Linked DNA regions of Gasterosteus aculeatus: region 1 is linked to region 2. A link is a contact called in public Hi-C data. All regions are on one chromosome and are shown on one strand. Each heading gives the region's core, a stretch centred on a gene start, on an enhancer-like site or on the middle of the called end of the contact. The rest is flanking DNA. Distances are from core to core; before and after follow the strand shown.

Region 1 (6,280 bases), core at 1,365-3,864, 180 kb after region 2:
CCCATGCATACTGCAAACACGCACGCACACACACACACACACACACACACAACAAATGAGATCTAATTGGAAAAAGGACACAGCTGTAATTTCCAAAGGGAGCAGAATCCATGTGGATTGGCAGAGGGCCTACCTTCTCATATGGGCAGTGTTCGTAATGTTTTATTGGGCTGGTGCAAAGAAAGACATCTGTCCTGCAGAGAGAAAGGGACAACATAGGTACATTTTTCCGATAATTATATCATCTAAATGATGACAGATGGAGGCAATAGCTAGTTTGGAGACAGTCGGTGGGACACCTCGCTGGAAGGAAAACAAGAGGGGTGAAGAACAAGAGATCAGATTTCACTGATAAGAAAACGCACTCACTCAGACACGGGCGGTAAAACAGAGCCATTCATTTCCACCAGGGGAGGAAATGTAAACACACAGTTTCATAACTATGAGGGCTAATTTGGGAGGTTCTTCCATTGTGTTGAGTGCTTCTGAGAATGCTACGCGGAGTTTCCCCCCACGCCGACTCAAGTGAATCCAAGAAGTCGTGGGTCAAGATGAAAAGGAGACAATGTTTGTCCAAATCAGAGATGAGGTTCAAGTGGCACCGCAATATGGTCGACTGCGAATGTTAAATGCCAGGAGGTGAAATACTCTAATGAAGAGTCTCATATTTGTTCCAAAGTCAAGATCGTAAAGCCGTGTTTCTTACTCACTAGTTTCTCTGCAATTATTTATTACCTTGTTAAAACTCCGTACGTATTCAAATCCAGAGCTGTTCCCAGATTGCTATTCTCCTGTTTTCCTCCCCTCAAACTGCTTGTGAATTTATGCAGTTTAAGGCACAAACTCCTCACGTCGATCGCCCCCCCACCGTGAGCTCGCACACGTGAGTCATTGCCATCGTCGAGTTGCTGAGACAACAACGTTGCACGTTACCGTTACGTCAAGCAGCCACCAGACCTGTGGCCACGTCACGTGAGGGAACGTGCATCTCCACAACCTACTCGTCCATCTTGGCCATCTCCTTGAGCGCCTCCACCCCTCCTGGCAGCGGCTCCAGCTCTATGAAGAAGTCCTTGGACTGCCAGATGCTGATGGCCTTCTCCTGGAGTAACAGAAGAAGAAAAGCAGTGTGTAGCTTATTGATGAGGTGTATGCATGTATGACACCGCAGTAACTGGGAAAGACATTTGTGTGGCATTTCTTCGCGTGTGTTCGAGTTCAACACGGACCTTGTACGCAGACCACGGTTTACGATGACACTGCTATTTTATCTGAAGGATATGTCACCAGTCAGAAATACGTCCCCTCAGATATTGACTAAAATTCATGAACTATATACAAAAGTGGTTGGAATACACTGTGCAGGTGCACTGAATTGGTGCATATGTTGGTTATCAATATCAACCTTCAACTGCAACCTCAACAGAGTGAGAGCCGCTGTCAATCATTCACAGTGTGTACATGTCGTTTATTAATTAACTAACTATCTGACAGGGAACCCTGGGGAGCCAGCCGGGGGGGGGGGGGGGGGGGGGTCTGGCCCACATGTGGGGGACCCATTATCCATAAGAGCACAATATGAGACACGCGTACAACACGTCACTTACACACAGGTCGCTCCTCAGCTGGCCGTACTGCGTGGACACCCAGAACCCTCTCCTGTCCTCCAGGGGGATGTGGGGGTCGTCCGGGTACCGGGCCCGGTACTTCTTCAAGAACCCCCCCTCGAAGTCCGCCAGCACCCCGTCCATGTCCACCAGAACCCGCAGTCTCTTACCCGAGCGAGAGGAGGAAGAGGAGGACGACGACGACATGTTTACGCAAATCCTCTTAAAAGGATCACGAGTTTTCCCTCTTCCGAGCAGGCGTGAAGCGGCGAACAGGGAAATCATGGCCGCCTCTCGAGTGAGCGGTCGCCGCTGTCCTCGCCGCTAAGCCCTCTCCCAACGACGATAAACGCGGTGGCCAGAGTCCGCATGGGAAAGCTCGGAAGCTGTCCGAATACCGCGGCGGGTGTTTTTTCACACACTTTGCATTCGCCGTGTGTGGTTATTTGCGTCGTTTCGGGAAATGTTTCGCTAACTTGTCGGCTTAACTTTATTCATTCAGTCAGCCGTTGATGCTAACAGCCGCTAGCTAGCGTTAGCCGCACAGCAGCAGACAGTCAGCGGTGACGTGCCTTTGGACAGTGTAATGTGAGCTGTTTTGTCAGTGTGTATTTACTGCCCGGGCGAAATCAACACCGCGCTCAATCCCACCACGGCCCCGGTGGCGCCCGGCTGCTGGAGCTACCTGAGCGAAACACGGGAAACGTTAGTACACGATTAGTACTGCGCCACCGAGAGAGGCCGAGCGGCGAGGACGAACTGTACTACCAGCAAAGATCTTTGTAAGAGATGGATGGCTCACTCCGTTATTTTGTATGAAAACCACTTTTGGCACAATTTGCAGTGCAGATTGCTAATTTAGAATTAATAAAGAAAGAAAACGTCCTCCCAAAACCGTTATTGTTATTATTATAGTTGTAGGATATTTATGCCTGTATGTGACCAAAAAGAAAGCTGTCCACGATATGTACAATTGTATACATTTGAGCTGTTTTTTCTTTCTTTTGTTTGCTCACCATCAGAGAGATGTTCCAGACATTTCATTTGCCACAGAATCACACTTGGTGTGATTTTTTTTAATGGAAGATTTGCTAATGGTAGATATAGTGGTACAGCAAAACCAACAATACCATATCTACTAAGCCTGCAACAAGTATCTTCAAAAATAATCAAATTCATATTAGGTTTATAAAAGGTGATGAACCTAATACGCAGCCATATTGAAAGGCTTAATAAATAGTTAAGGCGTGAGGGCCACCAATGAATAAGGGTGCTGGTATTATCTACTACATTTACATTACCTGTCAGAACATCTCTTCTGAATTGTAACGACAGTCAGATAATAATTAAGAACTTTTAAAATTGTTATTCTCTATTGTGTCTTAATGCTCTAAACAAGCTCTTGGGTATGAGCACGGAACAATATCAACAATTTGGAGACGGATGCGTGGATGAATACTCAAACTGAAATTTAGACAATCACAAAATTACTTGCAATAGTTGTATTTTTCAAGTACACGAAGCTTGGATATCCAGTTCTATTAGATGATGCTTAAAAGTCTGTTAGGCAGGAGCTCTTACAGCTTATAACATCTTTGCTAAAACACGGTAAATTATACGTCAGTTCCTGTATTTTCCTTTTCCTTCAAGGAGGAACTGTATTCAGAACTAGACAACTGCAGCACGTTGAAGTCTACCTGTGACAAGAACTATGGGTTAAAAAGTCCTTAAAATAAAACTAGAAAAGGCATTTCCTGCTGAAAATGCGTTGGAATGCAAAAAGCTGAAAGCTGCACTGAATATTTGAAAATAGCTGAAAATACAGAAAGTTGAAGGGAATTTGAATACATCTGAAATTACAGATATTAGAAAAGCTGAAATCAATTTGAAATTGCTGAAAATACAGAAATGGGAGAAGCTGAAAGGAATTTCAATAGATTTGCTGAAAAAGCAGAAATGAAAACAGCTGAAATAAATGTGAAATCTTGCAAAAAATAGCTAAAATGAATTTCAAAAACGGCTGAAAATACAGAAATCCGAAAATGTACCAACAAGCCGAAAAACTGAAATGAATTTAAAAAAAAATGCTCATGATATAAAAATGACAATTTACCAGCAAGCTCAAAGATGAAATTAAGTTCAATTTCTGAAAATATTGAAATTTCCAATGGCTTTGCTGAATAAGTGTTAATGCCAAAAAGTGAAGACCAGCACAGCAGGAAAACATAATATTTTAATTTCAAAATTGGCAGTGTGGAAGATGAAGTGCAGCATTTAACAAAGCTAAGAGTTGAAATACAACACAAAAGAAGATCCCGTCTTTACATTCTTTTTTGACTCATTATCTTCTATCGAAATATAAAGAAATACTAGAAAAGGCATTTCCTGCTGAAAATGCGTTGGAATGCAAAAAGCTGAAAGCTGCACTGAATATTTGAAAATAGCTGAAAATACAGAAAGTTGAAGGGAATTTGAATACATTTGCTGAAATGACAGATATTTGAAAAGCTGAAATGAATTTGAAATTGCTGAAAATACAGAAATGGGAGAAGCTGAAAGGAATTTCAATAGATTTGCTGAAAAAGCAGAAATGAAAACAGCTGAAATAAATTTGAAATATTGCAAAAAAATACAGAAATGAATATTAAAAAATTGCTGTTGATAGAGGCATAAGAATAGCTGAAATTATTTTAAAGAACTGCTGAAAATACAGGAAGTGGGGAAGCTGAATTTCAATAGATTTTCTAAAAACAGAAGTTGCAGGAGCTTAAATTTGTTTAAAATTGTTTGTAGTAATATTAGTAGTAGTATTAGTTATAATTGTGGTATTAGTAGTACTAGCAGTAATAGTAGGTTTAGTATCAATAGCAGTAGAAACAGCTGTAATACTATTAGCCATAGTCGTATTTGTAATAACATTAGTAGTAGTTGTAGTATTAATAGCAGTAGAAATACTAGTAGTATGGTAGTAGAAGTATCAGTTGTAGTACTAGAAGTACGAGTAATATTCGTAGTGGGAGACAGAATGTTTGTTATTCAAACTAAGAAGTTTTTAATTAATAGGCCTCATCACAAACATTACAGTAAAAATTCCCTCCATGTGGCTTTTATTTTGAAATTATTGGATTGGGTGGGTTGGGGGGGTGTAGATAGAGGGAGGGAGGGTGAGAGGGTGAGGAAGGGAGGGGTGGTGAGGAAGAGATAGAGGGAGAGGAGGAGAAATAGACATACTGACTGACTGAGTGATTAACAGTGAGAAGAGGTCAGGGTGGAGGGGGGAGGGGGGAGGGGGGGCGAGTGTCTTTATCATATTGGTCTGTTGACAGAAAGCATAGCTGCGTCATGTGACTCCACTAATCACGTCATAGAAGCAGCTGTGAGTCACACACAGAGATACTGCAGCGTGTTTACGAGTAACCACGGCAACGGCGCACCTATTGCATTGGGTGGGGTGGGGGGGTGTAGATAGAGGGAGGGAGGGTGAGAGGGTGAGGAAGGGAATGGTGGTGAGGAAGAGAGGGAGAGGGGAGGAGAATTAGACTGACTGACTGACTGAGAGTGATTAACAGTAAGTAGAGGTCAGGGTGGAGGGGGGAGGGGGGCTAGTGTCTTTATCATATTGGTCTGTTGACAGAAAGCATAGCTGCGTCATGTGACTCCACTAATCAGGTCACAAGGAGCAGCTGTGAGCCACAGACAGATCCTGCAGCATGTGAGTGCTCGTAACCACGACAACGCCGCACCTGTGCGGCTGCAAAGGGGCAGACACAGGACAGCGAGTTACACAGAATCCACACCTCAAACAAATGAGAACCAGCGCAAAACTATAACAGCTATCTAAAAAATACGGCGTTTGTATGAGACCCAAGACTCTACCGAACGCGTGGATGTGCGTTTTATGTCTGTCCGGTAATAAATACGGCTCCTATGGCCGTTGACAGAACGTGTACCTTGTGGATTTTTGTGAGAAATATGTCGGCAGATTTGTATTGGAGCCTATGGGGCTTTTGGCAGAGGTTGTGTCACTCAAACACACCTTGCGCCAAAACTAAAGAACTCTGGGATTCCATGAACACATTAATCCAATCAGCACAACCATACCCTCATTAATCTGAAGAAATGAAGCCTCTAGAGTGTATACTTTGGCTGCAAGGACAGAAGTTCCATACTTTTTAAACCAGATTTCTGCGATGCCCCACACTCTAGCCTGCGAGGCCCCGCCTCTAGCAGACGCAATACACACTCATGTAAAAGTCAGAAACGGAGCGAAAAACTAGTGAAACTTAATCAGTGATTATGAAAAAAGTACAATAGATATCAAGAAGCAGTTTTTTCATAAAATAGTTGAGACTTGTGTGAACATTTGAGAGTTGAAATGGTGTCTGTAGCTGAAAGATTTGCAAAGCTGAAAAATCTGAAAGTTGAAGAAGTTTAGGAGGATTTGAAAGCAAACTCCATTTGAAAACCATGTTAAAATATTAATGATTATTGATTTATATAAATTCAAGCATAAGAGGTAGAAAGCTGAAAAGTCATAGCCCTCAAGCCAGAAAGGAGCTGAACATTTTAATATTTGAAGGATTTTAATAGCTGAAAATGTGAAGGAGTTGAAAGGGGGCGCGGAAGAAATAGAAGAAGTTGAAGAAATAAAGATTCGAAGAACAATACTTGGA
Region 2 (6,352 bases), core at 1,318-3,817:
TAACGTGTTAATTTATTCAGTACTAAACGGCTCTACGATTGTTTCTGTCCAGACATGTACTGTGAAAAATGGTTAAAAGAGTAATTAGATGTGGCGAGGTACGTTCGTCATCATCAGCGTTTGGTCAGTGGTCCTCGGTGGGACTCGCACAGCATGGAGGTTTTTAAGTCTCCTCATCACAGCTCCAGCATCCTGTGCTCCCCACCTTCGGACCGCGGACCACCTTCCAGAAGCCCCCTTTTTTCTTCAGCTTTTCTTGATGTCTCGTGCGACTTTGACGGTTGACTTACGGATCGCGCGGCCGTCGGTTGCGCTCCTGTTGTGTCAGCAGGGACAGGCGCCTGTCTCATGACTACAGCTCCAGTTTGCCTCGCTCTTCATTCCCCGGGGTCCTGTGATATAACCTGGAAAATTGTGGGCGGCAGCAGTGCTCAAAGACAGGTTAAGACCAAAAAACGGTATGGGTTGTCGGTTTGATTCCCTCCCTGTGAGTAAATGAATCACATCAGAAGCCTTCCAGTTGGGCAGCTTTCAGGTGTGGAGGCTTCGAACTAAAAGAGGGATGTTGCAGGAGAAGAAGACGCTCCAGTGAGTCAGCAGGCCATCCCTCTGTTCACGGTTACATAAAGCGCCGCGTAGTGTGCGCATCGTCACAGTTGATGCAGAACAAGGACTGTCTGCGAGCTGAAAGATTAGGAGCGTGTTTTCACTCTCCAAGCTGCTCCTCAATGGTTGCACAGTGGAGTGCAGATCCTCTAATGGCCACTAGATACCAGCTCCATTAGATGGCATTGGCGGTCTCTCTCTGTCCAGAGGAACAATGTGGGTTATTAGAGCACACGCCCTCTGTATGTGTTGTAATCGAAGCTGCTCTGGGTTTCGTTTACATAGTCAGCATGCAGAGCCTTTTTCTTTTTCAGTGTGAGTAAACCCGCCCCTCCGGCCTGCTCACAGCCACCGTTCTGCACCGCAGACGGGGGTCACCGCTGATAACGCCGTCCAGACAGACAGCGTCCTACCTTCTGTTACACCGTTACGTCTGAGGGCACTGTTGCCATTTTTTGCACGAAATGCGTAACTTCCTGCTCAGCCTTCCCCTTGTTTACTAGCTACTGATAGCCAGTAAACATCTACGCGAGGACATCTTCTCCCTACAGTTCACGCGGTCATGTTTCTGTTTCTGGCCACCTAGTCTTCACCCTTGTACCACAGTGAGGTGAAGGTTGAGTCACCCAATAATGGTGAAAAAAAAAATACTTCCAAAAAACGTTCCATGTCATGACAGAAGTAGTAGAAGAAGAAGTAACAGATGTTACCTATTGATGTGAAGCCTGGAATTTGCCATGAGAGATGTTAATATGCAACAGATGCGTGTGTTTTCTCTGGGTACTCCAGCCTCGTATCCTGCAAATACCTGCAGAATGAAATAGAAGTGTGCCTTTTGATCAATGTCATTTTTTGGCTCTATTCTTGATGTTTTGTTTAAGACAATTTAATGCATTTTACACTTGTCTTGTAAAAATGAGTAAAATAGACTTGTTTTCTCTCTCTCGGAAAAAAAAGGTGCAAATTTGGCCTGACAAGATGTAAAAAAAGGGAAGTTTGCCTGCGTCATAATTTTTTCCTGTTTTTCATCAGCACAAATGTGTCATCAGGCTTTCTTATACTTTGACTCCCATGGTAGCAGTACTTGGCCTGTGGCCATGTCTAACTTAATACATGTACCTTCACAACTGACTTTTTTTTCTGGGTTAATTTGATTGAGGATATGATTAGTTTTGAGAGCAACTTTGAATTCCACATTCTTCAATGACAACTGTGGCTCACAACGTAGAGTGGGTCATCCCTCAATCAGAACAATAGCGGTCAGATCTAGTCCATCCCGATGTGTCGGGGTAAGACACCTGACCCCGAATTGCAAGAGGGGCCAGGCAAGCAGCGTATGAATGCGTAAATGGCATTGAGTGTTAAAATCACGTTGCAGACTAGATCAGCGCTACAAGTAGTCCATTTACGGTGTAAAACAGAAACCCGGAGGCTGACCTGTCCAGACACACTCCGGACTGCTCTAAAAAGGTCCTAATTTTACAGTACGTCTACTGAACGGCTGGTGTACTTGTCCAGCGTTACCCAAACGGCCCGAGGGGGCAGTCTGAAAATTTGGGGACCAGAGTAATGGATAATTTAATTTCAAAATGTCAGTTTCCCAATACAAGCGGGCGCACAAGCCTGAGCTTTTAAAAGAAAAATCCACCCTAAAATAACAATTTACATTTGATTCATATTACACTGTATAACTGAGTTTTTACTTAAAGGATTGAGCAGTGATGGAGATGTAAATACCAGATGGCAGACATGTCATTATAAAACCATTATGGTGATTCAGCTAATAACTATTTGGAACAAGAGTAATTAAAACAGTGTCTACGAATCGTTGATCATCATGATCACAACTGTGGCATCAGAAATGTTCCCTCATCCGTCTGTCGTTCCAAGCTTAGAAGGGACAGCAATTATTTTTGGGAGTCAACATTGTTAGAAAAGTACATCATTTCCGGTTTAGGGTGGACTTTCCCCATAGAAACCCACTGAAACCATCAAGCCTCCACGCGCTCCCAACATCACAGCACGAGGGAGGGAGGAGCGAGGGCTGTTTACGTTGTCATCCAGCCGCACCACCGGGACAACAGCTGTTTCGCGCTCGAGCCAGTATCTGCCCGTCTCCGCTTTACGCACAGCCATGATTTTGACGCACAGGTGAACTTATTTCGCCTCGACCACAACTCCGCGAGGAAAAGGAGCCCTTTCGTGCGTTTCAAAACTGTCCTCCTCTGAACCGCTCGCAGCCGAACGGGTCGTCGCAGCCATGTCCAGGAAGAAGGCGGCGAAAGGCAAAGGGAGCTCCAGGAGCCCCAAGGCGTCGCCGGGCGGCGGGAGGACGGCCAAAGGTCTGGCCGCCGCCGCCGCTCCGTCTTCCGGACTGGTTTATCCCAGCAGACCGTCCATCAGCAACAGCGGGGAGTTCTACGACATCGCCTTCAAGGTGAGCGCGGGCAGCGCGTGCTTAATTGAGTGAGCGGTTCCACGCGCGTGCGTTCAATTAGTGCGAGGACATCTGCTCCGTACAGTTCGCGCTTTTTAAGGGTTGAAACGTTTCGCAGAGTCGTCTCCGTGAATTAAGCACATTGAAAATGAAGATGATTCAAGCAAGGGGCGTTAGTTTTGTGAACAGTTGGTGGACGTTTGCGATCAAGTAAAGATAATGCCAAAGTTTGATGTAAAAAAAAAAAGTAATGACAATAAGTGACTGAAAGTTTCTGCTAATATTGTTTTGTTGCGCTTAATTAACATGGTGGGCATTTTACATTTTTTACTCACCAAACGAACGCTCTTACGTTCAAATTTGTCTTATATTTTGACTTTGAAATGTTTATAATGTGGCATGCATGTTTTCTCTCTCTTATGCATATATTTTAATCTCTGCGGTTCTTGGTGGAGATTTTCTTCCATAAATGTGCCTTTTGCATGTGTACAATTTCACCATTATTTTGCACTGATTGCATTGTCCCAAAATGAATGCTGGTGCAGATTGTTTTGTTCAATCACAAAACTGTATTATATAATATTAGGTGCCTGCAAATGCAAAGGTTTGGTAACAGCTTGAAACAAGTGCAGCATTACGTGCACCACAACTACAATCCAGCAGAATAACAAAATGAGATGGTCTGTTATTTATGAGATAAGTGGGCGTTTTGTGTTTTGTAGCATTGGACATAATGACAAAACAACTGGCTTGTTCTCCACACTCCACATTTTCAGGACTTTAAATAGCCATCTTTTATTTGGTAGAATGCTAAAGAAAAATACCCACCTTTTTTTTTTAATGTTTTTATAAAATCATATTTTTGCTGCCATTAAAAAAGATCTTTTTGATTTTCAAAAAACTGGGAAATATTTACTCTTACATTTTCTCTTTTTATTGTTTATGTCCAGACATGATTGAAACCGAACTAATGAGCTGATAATTAATCATTATTTGGAGCAGCGACACAAAGAAATAAAAAAAGTGTCCGTGCGACTCTGATGCTAATGCGTTGAGCATATGCAAATTATCATCCTGCGGATGGAAGCTTTCATTCTGCGCCCTGATTAACAACAGCTCCTGCTCTTCGGGCCTGTCTACGCCACTGCTCTTTGCCCCTCTATGGCTTTTGTAACACACACACACACACCACAGTTCAGTGTCATGTGTTCCAGAGAGTCCAACGCTTTTGAAGTTCCATATCAGAGCGTATATCGGATGATGCTGTACGCATCAAGAGGCACAAAAGAGAGTTTTCTGTCGTCAGATGGAAGGGAAAGGGAAGCAAACGCACACACACGCAGGCACACACACATTTGACTTCAACATCTGACTATGTCTCGTCCGTCTGTGTCCCCCTCAGGTGATGCTGGTGGGGGATTCTGGTGTTGGGAAGACCTGCCTGCTGGTTCGCTTCAAAGATGGAGCCTTTCTAGCCGGCAGCTTCATCTCCACTGTGGGCATCGACTTCAGGGTAAGCACACGCAAGCCCAGAGTACAAAACCAAGCTGTAACTCGGTGGGATGTTCTCATCCTCACTGCTCCAGTCGCCATTGTTTGTGATCAGTTTATCAACAATAAATCAATAAAATGTACATACAATGATCAAAGATTAGATTTACAGTCAACATTTTCACTTTAAAATGGTAGCAGGCTTCCCTGTAGTGTTATTCAAACAATATCAGGACATTCAAAATAACAGCCCTCCAAAATGTCTCCATATGAGCAGTGTTTCCTCATCATCATATTTACCTGTATCAGGGGGCATTAGTGCGCTCCCAGATAGTCCTGGTAACTGTTGGCTATGATCAGACATGGGGCATTTACACAGCACACCCATATTTTTAACATGGTCGTACCAGTCTGATAATTCCTATCAGAAGCAGGCTGAAGAAAGATGGTAGCCTAAATTCAAACTTGGAGTCTAGATCAGTCTCAATAGTGTTAAATCGCTGCAGTTTGAGATCAAAAGCTTCCTTTTTTTGCACTATTTTGAGTTTTAAGATTGATCGTGACCACCATGACACGTCTTTGAAAGCTAAGCTTTCAAAGACGTGTCATGCCACAGCTAAGCTTTCAAAGTCTGTACGCTGCAAAACCCTTTCTTCCTGCCAATGGCTTTCCCACTCTCTGCTTATTGTGCCCTGTGGGCAAATTCAAGCCAGGGTTTACAGTGGCGGTTAAAAAGACAACATCTTCACTTTTAATGTCACAGCCGTGGACCAGAGGCAGCGATCCAAGTCTTTTCCTCTGTGGTTGCTCCAAAGCTGTTTGGGAAACCCCTTTTTCCCGTAGGAGACCCTGTCTCTCCATCCACAACACTTCCTGCTGAACGAGTGACGAGTAAAAAGAGCTTCAACTCCAGGATGTCAACTCTGAAAACGCGCCGTTGATGCGTGTGTGTTAACTGACATCCGTAGAAAAAATAGGAAGTTCCGCAGCGTTGTTACCGCAACAGGATCCCAGGTCCGGTGGTTTGCTTGTCAGTCAACCAGATTCCTCAACCGGGAAGCCAGTCCCATAAGCAGCAAATGGTCAAGGTACAAGTACAAGAAGCAAGATGTACGAAGCAAGGGAGCTTTGTCATATTTATTTATATATATATATATATGAGATATTATAAAATGTATATATTTGTCAGCATCGGGACCAAAATACTTCGAGCTCAGTGGAAGTCTGTAAAAAGTATGATGTGGGGCTGCCTTGTCTTGTTTCTTTCCTCATTACCACTCCTCCAGTACATTTCCCTGGTACCATACTGAAAGGTGACCGTATCAGCAGATTTTTCCGATGAATAATTTATTTGGTCATTTCCCAGCCACATCATACAAAACTGTAATCACAAGCTTTCTTTGGCATTTTCTCTATCTTTTATGATGACCCTTATATGAAAGTTGTACTTATTAAGTAATAGGAGACAATTCATTCTTGTTTCATGTATGTATGATGAATATGAAACTGTTGGACTTACCATAAAATAAACTAACCAGTGCTGCACCCAATCTGCACACCAGTACAGCGACAGTCTATTTAATCCTCACAATACCTGTGTCGTGTACTAAGGACATATTTGGCAAATGCCTCTCCAGAAGGTGACAATAATGGTGTTTTTAAAAAAAAATATTATTATTATTAAAATAATGTTCTGTTGCTGTGCTGACCGACGCCGTTGTTTTCACTCCCTTCGCTTACATTGTGTCAGCAGCAAATTGGAGTTGTTACCGATTTGTCTAATCCCTCTGAGCCTAAAGCATTTTGGGCAGTTTTTCG

The links. Hi-C and Micro-C count contacts between places; a contact is called where the count stands out from the background.
Region 1: a contact with region 2 is called in a Hi-C map of tail fin, with 3 times the contacts expected there. The contact joins the promoter of nt5m here to the promoter of rab26 in region 2. A contact is called at or near these places in 2 of 6 Hi-C or Micro-C datasets (tail fin and whole body).

Annotation. Positions count from the first base shown.
Region 1 is chr5:5,642,865-5,649,144 of fGasAcu3.hap1.1, forward strand. nt5m (5',3'-nucleotidase, mitochondrial) reads right to left here and starts at 2,615. Exons shown (of 5, transcript XM_040176332.2): 1 at 1,608-2,615; 2 at 1,002-1,102; 3 at 134-194; 4 at 1-10. The coding sequence starts at 1,892.
Region 2 is chr5:5,467,318-5,473,669 of fGasAcu3.hap1.1, forward strand. rab26 (RAB26, member RAS oncogene family) reads left to right here and starts at 2,568. Exons shown (of 9, transcript XM_040176431.2): 1 at 2,568-3,043; 2 at 4,446-4,556. The coding sequence starts at 2,867.